Regions from separate parts of the Mus musculus genome. Here region 2 is linked to region 1. The links are chromatin contacts, called in public Hi-C maps. All regions are on one chromosome and are shown on one strand. Each heading gives the region's core, a stretch centred on a gene start, on an enhancer-like site or on the middle of the called end of the contact. The rest is flanking DNA. Distances are from core to core; before and after follow the strand shown. Region 1 has its middle 18 kb from the start of Pitx1. Region 2 has its middle 54 kb from the start of Gm31542.

What was found. A called contact is a pair of places that touch in the nucleus more often than the background predicts.
Region 2: a Hi-C map of the N1E-115 cell line shows a contact between it and region 1, with 5 times the contacts expected there. The contact joins two enhancer-like sites. A contact is called at or near these places in 2 of 15 datasets of contacts at CTCF or cohesin (large pre-B cells and pro-B cells), 20 of 484 Hi-C or Micro-C datasets (the AtT-20 cell line, the N1E-115 cell line, cardiomyocytes and 14 more), 9 of 115 datasets of contacts at active chromatin or transcription factors (craniofacial prominence, embryonic basal ganglia, embryonic forebrain and 6 more) and 1 of 9 other capture datasets (embryonic stem cells).

What each region holds. Positions count from the first base shown.
Region 1 is chr13:55,810,598-55,816,310 of GRCm38.p6, forward strand. It overlaps a transcript of Catsper3 not described here. Among named protein-coding and RNA genes, the nearest start is that of Pitx1, 18 kb to the right of the region's middle. Within about 2 kb of position 2,789, at least 3 of the 459 cell types and tissues checked have an H3K27ac peak or open chromatin away from gene starts, as enhancers often do. A contact at or near this core is called in the N1E-115 cell line, where this site is marked.
Region 2 is chr13:55,960,860-55,966,572 of GRCm38.p6, forward strand. No RefSeq gene overlaps it. Among named protein-coding and RNA genes, the nearest start is that of Gm31542, 54 kb to the left of the region's middle. Within about 2 kb of position 2,387, at least 26 of the 459 cell types and tissues checked have an H3K27ac peak or open chromatin away from gene starts, as enhancers often do. A contact at or near this core is called in the N1E-115 cell line, where this site is marked.

The DNA of each region.
Region 1 (5,713 bases), core at 1,539-4,038:
TGCCTTTGAGGCCACAGGTCCAGCCTCTGACAGTGGAAGGGAACTACTGCTTTAAAACAAAACAAAACAAAACAAAACAAAACAAATTGAACATGTGTAAGAGGGCAAGGAAAGATGTTGCCTGCCCAGGATTTGGTGTTTCCTAGGGCTTGGCCCTCTCTGCCCCCACCCCTAGCTTGTTAGGATGTAAGGTGGATGGGAGGGAGAAAGCTGAGCCTAGCTAGCATAGAGAGTAGGAGCCTACACAGGGCCCGTGTGAATGTGACTCCAGAGAGAACCGGTTCAGGATGTGAAAACAGAAGCTCAGATTTGGAGGTCAAGGCCCCAGGTGTGTGGGTCATCAGATGTGGGGTGCATGGGTCACCGGATGTGGGGTGCATGGGTCATCAAACAGGGGTGCATTGGCAAGCCACCTTTAAGAACAAGAAATCTCTGGAGAGCAGAGAACTGGGCTTGAGTGCAGTGCTCAGAGCTGGCCCAGCCCCATTGGCAGAATAAACCAATGGCTGTTTGGCGGAGAGTCCCAGTGCAGCTTTTCTGTTTGGCTCTCTCAGCCTACAGAGCAAACACTGGCAGTTTGCAAGTCCTACTTGGGTTCTCACCAACTCAAACAGGCTTGGCCAAAACTTCGATTGATTTGCTTGGGACAGGAGTTCTGCTTGCCGGGGGACCTGGCTGTAGAAAGTAGGACTCACTTCCCTGCCCTAACCCCTGGGATCGCATGGGGCTGTCCTGCATGGGACTTCTACTTGTGCCTGGGCCCTCCCTCCCTCTGGCTCACAGCAGGAAAGGTGTGGACCTAACCAACCGGGAGGTGGGTTTTTGTTCTTATTTGTTTTTATTCCCTGGACCGACTTTGGGTCCACCAGCAGTCCAGTGGTGTGGAGGCAATCTCTGTTTTTCCATCAGCCATCCAGAGCTTGGTAACTAGACACTGGGAGCAGTGCACCATGCTTCAAAGACAACACAGGGCCTTGGAAACAAAATGGGCCTTTGACAGGCAATGGTCCCAGTGGCACGGAATCATTGCCTGCTTCTCACTCTGTCCTGCATCCCACATGGGGCTGCTTGGTTGTTCTGCAAGCACTTGAGGAGGCCAAGGTGACTGAATTCCTTCTCAGAAAGGAGATGTGGGCAGAAAAGAAGGGATTCAATATGATGGACACACCACCTCTAGACTGCTCTTCCCAGAGAGAATTTCTTTGCTCTTGGTTGGCTGTGCCACCGTTTCCTGTGTGCTGTTTTAATTTCATTAGAGGCTTTGTGTGTCAGACCCTGTAAGAACTGTGCTGTGCAGGCCTGGGTCTTGGCTAGCTCCTGGTTAGCTCTCCTGTGATGGAGAGCCAGGGTAGTGGCGAAGCAGAGAGTACCGAGTGGACAGTAGGCTTGGAGCATCTGCCAGACAGCAGTTAGGGACGGGGAGAGGGAGAGGGGATCTGAAGTGTCCTTCTGGGCTGAGAACTGGACCCCTGCTGTTCTCTGGGCAGGATAGAAGTCATCATTGGGATTTTTTTTTTTTTCTCTTTGAGACTGAGTTTCTCTATGTAGCCCTGGCTGTCCTGGAACTCCTTCTGTAGACCAGGCTGGTCTTGAACTCAACAGAGATCCACCTGCCTCTACCTCCTGAGTGTTGGATTAAAGGTGTGTGCTACCACTGCCAGGGTTAAGTTGCTGCACTGAACTTTTTGATGGGGCCCAGTGAGTAATATATTAGACCATGCGGAGCCTGGATTTTATTTAGATTATATTAAAGATCCTCTGGGGCATAAGTGTCTATCTTGGGGAGGGGGAGCTTGCCTAGTGTGCCTGGGTTTCAAGATAGAGATGTAGAGAAATAGAGAAATGAAGATATAGAGATATAGGTAGGCAGACAGACAGACAGAAACACACACACACACAGACACACAGACACACACACACACACACACACACACACACACACACACAGAGAGACAGACAGACAGAGAGAGACAGACAGAGAGAAGACAAGATTATCTTTGAACTGGAAACTGTTAAGAAGGTTGGACATGGTGGTAGATGCCTTTAATCCCAGCAGTCAGGAGGCAGAGGCAAGTGGATCTTTGAGTTTGAAGCCAGCCTGGTTTACATAGTGAGTTCTAGGACAGTCAGAGATATGCAGAAAGGCCCTATCTCTCAAAAACAAAACAAAACAAAAGCAAAATAACAAACAAACAAGAGGACATATGGATTAAGCCTCCAGTGATCACCAGAAGCCATATCTAGTATCCTGGAGGGTGGTGGCACCAAACGTGGCTGGCTTTTGCAAAATGGAACTGTTGGCTCAAAGATGGAGAGTGGGAGAGGCCACAGGGCAATGAAAACTTTGTTTTTCAGCCCCAAGAAACAGAACTGACTGAAGCCTGTGCATATGGGCCACAGGGAGAGGGAGGGGCTGAGGGCAGAATCTCCCACTGTCCCCGAACCCTACCCAGGGTAAAAAAAAAAAAATCTTCCAAATTTGATGCTGAGCCAGAGGAGGAGGAGCCTAGCGAGCTCAGGCCAGGACCACAGGTTCTTTCTGTCTTTATTGGCTGAAGAAGCCCTGCCTTCTGCTTGCTTGCGCTTCTGTTTATCAGCCTCCTAAATGTGGACAAGTTTAAGCATAGCACACAGTCTCAGGCATTGTCACGATTCCCATGCAGCAGGTGGCAAAACTGAGGTTCGAAGAGGAGGTGTAATCTATTCAAGGTGGTACAAGCAAGGAGCAGGTCCAGCCCAGCACGCCGGGCTCTGCAGCCCCTCTGCGTGTAGCAGCCTCTGGAGGAATCCTCAGTGCTGTTTTATAGGTGGGCAGGCTGGCACTGAGTGAAGCCCACGCAGCCAAGATCAGCACGCAGGCGTTTGGTATCTGAACCCGGGCCACACACGCACCCCTTTGTTCTGGTGGAGCATAGAGACCTTTTTCTTTCTCGTTAAAGCTCTTTCTCGAATGTTAAAATTTAAGCTGTGATTCCTTCTGACTACAGTCTGCCTGACTGGGAGGGAGGGAGGGAGGGAGGGAGGGAGTGGGGCTCACACAGGCCTGGCTTGGCTAGTTCCTTGGCTTGTCCCCAGTGCTTGGTAGGGCCCTCTGAAGTCTAGTCCTGGAGCTCCAGGAACCCTAGAGAGAGAGAGGACCACAGGAAGCAATCAGTGTGTGAGGAGAGGGTGGTGACTGTGGTGCCTAATCAGGAAATTACAACCCAGGCAGAGAGAGGGTTTGGCCTAGGAGGTGCCTTTCCCTGGGCTCCTGTACAGCAGAACCACATGGAGGCTTGGCTGTGTACAAGTGGGTGTGTTGAGCAGGCACAAGTGGCTGACCAGGCAGGGTTAGGGAAAAACTTTGGAGGGGAAACTGAAGATACCCTGCTGGCCGGTGGGAGCTGAGGCACCGCACGGGGAGGAGTCATCTCAAAAAGCTGCTGGCATTTGGGTGGGATGGAGTGGTTTGTTTTTATTCTTGTACCTTGTTGCTGTTTTGTTGTTGTTGTTGTTTTTAACCAATTCTTGCCAGAAAAAGGGAATGAGTTGTCTGTTGTGAAAAACTGTACATACACGAGGCATGATACCACCCTCCACGCCCCCCCATCCCCACACATACATATACACACACACATACATACACACACACACACATACACATACATACATATACACACATACACATATACACATACACACACATACACACATACATACGTATACACACATACACACACATACATACACACACATACACATATACACATACACACACATACACACATACATACATATACACACATACACACACATACATACATACATACACACATACATACATATACACACATATACACATACATACATACACATGCACACTCATACATATACACGCACATACACATATATACACACATATACACATACATACACACACATGCACACACATACATACATATACACACATACACATAAACATACACACACACATGCACACACATACATACATATACACACATACACACACATATACACATACATAGACACACACATACACACATACATACATATACACACACATACACATATACACACACAGTGGCAATGAGTTTTCCACCCCCTTTTAGGTAACAGAAACGATATATTGAAACTAATGTTGGCCTGGTTTGGAGAATGGGTTCCCTTTGTCTGCATTGGGTAACACAGAGGGCGTGGCCTCATCATAAGGCAATGTGGATTTGCTTTCCTAGACGCCCAGTGGCAAAGGCAGGGGATGCTGAATGAGGCTGCTCACCGTGACTGCAGTAGAAACAGGGAGGGAAGGAGGAGGCCTCACCTCATACTGAAGGTGAGAAAGTGGGCTGAGTTCCTGTAAATCTGTACACGTGACCATTAGGAGAAAGAGTTTATTGATAAAGGGTCATCTTGGTATTTAACTGGCTGAAAAAAGTGGCTTCTAGGGCCAAGGTTGATACCACAGTCATCTGTATTGCGAAATATAATTGTGGAAATCATAGTTTGGGGGCAAAGTGTGTTCTCACTCATTCTAAAACTTTATGGATATTAAGAACTAATCGTGTTTTATGATCAGGAAAAAGTATGCATTTTTTTTAATCCTGAAAAGTATGTTAAGGGACACGCGTGTGTGTGCTTGTTCATGCACCTGACAGTGCACAGGCACCTGTGTGTGCACACCTACGAAAGGTGAAGGTGTTCCAGGCAGAAAGGAAGGGGGGTTCGAGTGTGCAGTGGCTGGGCGAGGGCTGAGGTGTGTGTTGGTGAGGTCCCATGTAGTTTACAGTGAGAGGGGTCCTGTAAGGGATGGTAGAGGGGAAGTGGATGATTGCTTTAGGACCCTGAGGGCCTTGAATGTCTTTAAGGGAGCAGTGACCTGGAGGTAGCAGGATTCAAGGTTGGCTCCTAGCATCTAAACCTCCTAGTTCTGCTCTCTGTCTCTTCCAGGGATGTCCCCTTGCCTGGCTCAGATCTACCTCAACTGCACACTTGTTCCCACACCTACTTATCCTTCAAGGCTCAATCACATTGCTCCTTCTTAGACGAAGTCTTCCCAGATCACTCCAGTTATCCTTGGATTTCTTCCTTCTTGCCTGTTTCCCCTTGAATTTTCCTATTTTTTCCCCCATACTCATTCTCTGTGTAGACATTTCTTCCAGAATTACCTGGTTACGGGAGTAGACTGAGAGGCTGGGCTTTAAGAGCCGGATGCCTGAGAGATGCTGGCTTTAGAATCTTGACAAGGGAGAACTATGGCTGCATATAGACCCAATGCTTATTTAGAGCCTACAATGTCATAGACATGATGACAAACACCCCATATAACGGACATGGACACAGGCACTCCCTAGATCACATGGCATATATGGGCCCGGGCACTCCACAGGTTACACGGCAGTGAATATCAACACGACAATGCTGTGAGCTATCCTAAAGGTCTGCACGACTCCAAAGTGTGTGCTCTCAGCTCTTGTGATTGTCCTGTCTTCAGTGGTCACTCCAGTGCTGGCTGAAGGAAGCAGCAAGGTGGGGCCTTCCCACACTCTATTTGTTTAGGACTCAGGTGATCTCAGAGAAGGGAGGGGATTCCAGCTCAGTCAGTGGGAACTCTGCCCCTCAGGGGAGTCCAGGACTGCTCATTCAGAAATTCTGCTGGGGTCGGAGGTCGTCTTGAAGAGGATGAATCTTGTACATTCGATTCAACAGCCCCCACCCC
Region 2 (5,713 bases), core at 1,137-3,636, 150 kb after region 1:
CTTCTTCTTCTTCTTCTTCTTCTTCTTCTTCTCCTCCTCCTCCTCCTCCTCCTCCTCCTCCTCCTCCTTCCTCTTCCTCCTTACATTTTACTAGATCCGCTGGCAAACTGTTTGGCATCTGAGCATGTTCTCAGTGCCGCTGGAGGAGAGCAAATGAACAGAGGCTCACACAGATCACAGGCAGTGGCTTGGGAATTTTTTTTAGGAGGCATATTTTCTTACGTTAATGCCTTTGTAGATTCCATCCACGTTTGGACATCAAAGGGCGTGCAATTAATAATGGGCATCTGGAGGGCGGATCACATGCTTCCGATGTTAAAGTGGGGAAGGACAGGAAAATCAGCCGTGGTCAGGTATTAGCTGTAATCATTTTTAAACAACAGCCTAGAAGGCTTCTCCTTTGTACCTCTGCTCTCTGAGAAATGCAGAGGCACATACACTCGAAAAGTTCCCTGGGAAGCCTGCCTTCTGCTGGGCCAGTAAGTAGAACGAGATCTGACCCCAGTTACCAGGGCTGACTTACTCAGATAACCTTAATTTCTTGACTAAAACCAAACTCAGTGTTGTGTGAACTCTTTCCCTAACCCCACATTGGACATATGGGGTCGGGCAGTTATATTATTAGAGTCTTGGTTAATTCCAAAATGAATGTTTTCAAATACTAGGATAATAGTAACTTGCCACTCGCTGGAACCAAAGGCATTCTTAGGCATTATTTATTTCTTCTCTTTTATGGTAGCCTGTTTGTCTTTTTCAGAGTGATCTATGTTAGCAAGCCCTAAGTATGAGATAGTCAAGTCAGACTATATGTGTGTACAACAAAACCGTGCCAGCTTTGTACTCCAAACATTCTAGCAAATATAAAAACCTGCGATGTTTAAACAATGATTTTCATTTCAGTCTGTCACAGATAATAAAGAGATGCTGTTTCTGAGGAAATTAAAAAAACTGACATGGGAGAAATATTTATTTGCTTTCTACATTGGCTAAATGACTAGTAGATATTTTTTAAAAAATCAACCTGTAAATAGACAGATGCAACCAATTCCCTTTCATTAACAAACGCTGCGATTTCATAATAAAGCAAATTCATTAAAAAAAGTTTGTAGTCTTAAAGCTGAAGCTGCCACTTTCAGCCTATTTTAAAATACTAAAAAAAAATTGATATGCTAATTGGTAGAGGGAGAAAAAAAATCTTGTAAATCTTTAAAAAGTAGCTTGAATTTTTAAAGGCTCTTCTGGCAGGTTCAGGTAGGAAAAAAAAACAACAAAAAACAAAAAACAAAACCCTGTCCATTTCGTACAAGTTCTGTACGTTTGCCTCTCGCCTGAGTCTGCTCAGCAGCCAGCTTTGTTTTCCTTGTCGGCATAAGCAGGATCGGCAGCATGCTTTAAAGTTAATTAGAAGCAGGGTCTATATCGCCGTCAGCAAACATGTTATAAGCTTACTATTTAATAGTGATTCCGGGTAAGGCCATCATCCCCTTCCTAAATCCAAATATAAAAGCTGAAATCGTATTTGTTAAAACTGTCATGTTGAATTTGTGACCCAGATTGCTTTCTCGAGGCGTGCTGGGCCAGAGTTTGAGCAAGGACTGCTCCCAGCTGCAGACACCCAGAGCCCAGCAGCCTCCTGCGAGGGACTGAGTCGCTGGCTCCATGCTGCTCAAGCCCTCCGGCCTCCCCCTAAACAGGACTTCAACTTAGTCGGCTCTCCCGGCTTTTCCACATTGTAAAACCATTTGATTTATTTGTTTGGTTTGGTTTGGTTTTTAGAAGCTCTGCAGAAATTATTTCCTACTGGCAGAGAGGGCACTTGGAGTTACACCACATTAGTTTCACATCATTAGTTTAGCGTTCTCAAACTTAAAATTGGAAAGTATATGGACGGGCTTCTAGAGACCTCAATTCTGACCAGAGCAGAACAAATTAAAGCTGATGGGTTCCTTTTGCTGTCTAACGCGTGGGGCGATACATCATAAAGCCCTGCGGCCATGCCGAGGGGTTCCCTCTGTCAGCTCTGGAATTTGGTGGTAGGAAATGTTAGTTATTTTTAAAACGCGGGGAAAAGTCCACAGTTGCCATTCAGATTAAAAAACAAAAACCGTAATTGTATGTCAGTAATTGTAGCAGGCAGTCAAGAAGGGGGGTGCCTGATGACGGTCCGGACCCCATATTTTCAGCTTCTCTCACCTCCAGCCACCTCCATTCTGACTCTGGATCTTTATAAATAATTTAAAACCCTCGACCCAGGGAGGGCAAGCCAGATGCTCGCTCTGTTGGACCGGAGCACTAGGGGGTTGGCTGGGTGGGCGCAGCTGGGATGAGGCGGGTGTTATCCTGCTCTCCATCCGTGGTACCCAGCCGAGGAGGCTGTGCGCTGCTGGTGCCTGGTGGGACTAGAGCGAAGGCCCTGACTCCAAAGTGGCTCTCTGCATCTCTCCCAGGCTGTTCCAGCCCCCGGTGGCTTCCAGTCCTTCTCAAGCTCTGCGAGAAAGCCAGACCCGAGAAAGCCAGACCTTGGTTTCTTCCGGCTGTAGTGAGGGGACCAGCATGGCCCTCAGGTGAGTGCTTCCCGAAGCTCTCCTGCCACCTGTTGGCCGCTGCTGGTGCTGACGCGATGGGAGGAGCTGCGTATCCAAAGATCCTTTAAGACTGGGTTGGTTTCCTATTTGGCCCAAGGTCACAGGGCCTGGGGACCAATACCTGTCTCCTGATGACCCCTCAGGCACATTCTGGGTTTCCTCGTCCGTTCATCTGACCAGATCACGGCAACAGCCCTATGGAGCACTCTCAGAAATGCGATATCCAGATCCCTGCCTCTGTAGAAAAGATTACTGACAGTTGAGCTGGACATCCTGATTCCTCTCTTGGCTTCCTCTCGCCATCCTTGTTGGGCACAGATCTGATGTGTAAGAGCGCTTCTGGGATAGACAAGGCTTCTCCTCTGATGGCTAAGCCCTCTTGGTGGGGTGCCTCTAACATTGCCTGCATGGTTTGGGATTTCTTGCCGTTGAGCAGAGGTTCTGCCCAGACCTTTCCCTTTCTTTTCTTCGTATAGAGCCTCTCAGGGTTTGGATGGAAGGGTTGTATCGGGCACTTCCGCTAGAGATCCAAAAGAAGTGGCTCACGCCTTTAATCCCAGCACTTGGGAGGCAGAGGCAGGTGGATTTCTGAGTTCGAGGCTAGCCTGGTCTACAGAGTGAGTTCCAGGACAGCCAGGGCTACATAGAGAAACCCTTTCTTGAAACAAAAAACAAACAAACAAAAAACAACAACAAAGAAGTGTATTGGAACTTCTGGTGCAAAGAGAGAGCCATGCCTTCTCCCGTTTGAACGTCAACGATCACCTCCAAATATCACAGAAGAGCCGCGGTGTTCTGAAGGGCTGTCTTCCTAGCTAACAGCTGCATACGAGCTTGGGTACACCCACGGGATATTTCTGCAGGCAGTCTTTAACAAAATGTGGCTCTTAGTGTGGTCATTTGTCGATTAGGAGTATAAGACAGGGTGGCAGGCATGCTTGGGACACACACACAAACACTGCCCACCCCCAGGACAAAGCAACAAATCTCCCTGCGTTACCTGTGAGCCCAGTATGGGACCAATGGATCCAGCTTGACTTTGAGAATCTCTACCACACGTTTCTGAGGGAAGAGGCCCTGTATGAGGCCACGGCGGTGCCTGCATTCCTATTTTAGATGTGTGTATGTTTGTGTGTGAGGAGGTCTGAAGCCACTGTTGGCCCATAGGTGGTCCTGGGTCCCTCTGGAGATATGTTTTTTTTTATTTATTCCATGGGCTTTATGCACAGAGGCCCATGCCACTCTCAGCTCAGCCACCTGCACCACCCCTGAGCGTTGTACAGGGCAGCCATGAAGAACGGTTGGCCCACACTTGTACCTTGCCTATATTGAACCTCAGGTCTTTAATGGGTAGTAACTGGTCACCCCAGACACCTGTTCTTTGCCCCAGATAGGAAGCTGAATGTGAGAGCCCACTGCTTTCTTTGTGAATGAATTCCTCCTAAATTATCTGAGGGCAAAATGGTTTTAATGCTTCATCTCTAAAATCGTAGCCGTGCTGATATTTGACCTAATAGCTGTTGCTAATTTAGCCATGAAAAATAATTTTCTTAGTCTAATGCCTCGTGAAACCCTGATTTGCTGTAATTGAGTGGATTCCTACCCTTTCCTCCCAGCTTCTGTTGTAATTTAAGGTAGAAGGAACCCTTCGATGTATCTTCTCCTGGGTACCTACTGCTTTAGAGCAATGTATATGGAGACTGCCTTGTGGTCAAGAGCCTGACACATAGCTCTGTGCTTTCAGAGAACTAAAGGACTCACTGAGTTGTTGCTATAGGTTGGGCAGCCAAGGGAGGCGGGGGTAGGGGTGGGGTGGGGTGGGAAATCCTACTGAGCTAGGACTCAGACTTTTATGGAGAGGAAGGAACGTAGGAGAGTCAGTAAATGTCTACCCTCCTGGCCCCATGAACACGAAGAGAAGAAAGAGTCTGAGCAATAGACTATTTACCTCAGCACAAAAGCCGCCTCCCGCCCAGCACCTCCCCTTTTTCTTTCTAGCCTTTCTGACAGAAATACACAGCGGACTGAATGTGCCTTCCCACAATAGTGTCCATCATGAAATATGGGGGGGCAGCAAAGGGAAGACAAACTTTAAACACACCTGGCACAGCTGGTCCCCGCCTTTGTGCTCAGAATGGCCTCCAGCCAACTGGCTGCCCTGTCTCCATTCATGCACCCTCCAGAAGAATTCGAACAGGTTGACATTCTCTTTGTGGCAACACAACTTTCTAAAAATCGGCCCACTGGGCTGCCCCGGGAGAGTTCAGGACACCTGTCTGATAAGCAGTCCTACCAGGCCCAAGGGACTCACAAGAGCTCCGTGGTGCTCTGCCGGGGCAAGGGAATGAATGACTTCAAAGAGGAACAGAACCATGGGGTCCCCACTCTGTGATCACCTTCAAGACAAACAGAGCAGTTCCTCAGTGCCCCAGCTGATCCCCACCGAGCAAGCTGCTGGCTCTGTGGGAGTGCTCTGACCAAACCTCACATGGACTCCTCAGGAGGAAGAACAGGTGGTTGAGTGTGGGCCATTTTCCTCTTTGTACACAGCTGAAGCCCAGCACCCTTGTCTAGAGTTATGGCAAACTGAAACAGCATGCCAGTCATAGAAACACCACCTTTACTGTGGTCAAAGTGGCTATTCCATTCCCTCCCTCTGGTGGCCCTGATAGGAGACTCGGCTTTCCAACCCGCCTGTGCCTGTGTGGAGGAAGAAAAGGCCTGAGCCATCTTTTTCCAGCTGCCCCAATTCATTTGTTTTAACTTTCTCCCTCCCGAGATAACAGATTCCAGAGGCCAAGGAGGCGGTGTGTGGAAAGGCTTTTAAGTGGGGCCATTCTCGGCTATTTGGCTGTCTCTAACAGAGCCGAGACGTGATGAGGCTGCAGCGGCGCTTTGGATTTGAGGCTGATAAGACATCTCTTTCTCTCCCCCCCCCCCTTTTGTAAAACGCTGGAATCCTCGGCAATTATCAGCTGGGGAGTCCACACTGGTGTTTATCTGCAGAGGAAGGAGAAGACAGAATGGACTGCAGGACAGTCAATTGGCTAACTCGTCAAACAATCACTTAGAGCACATTTGCTCCGGCCATTGAGTGTCATTACTGTTAGCCACTTAATCCCCTGAGA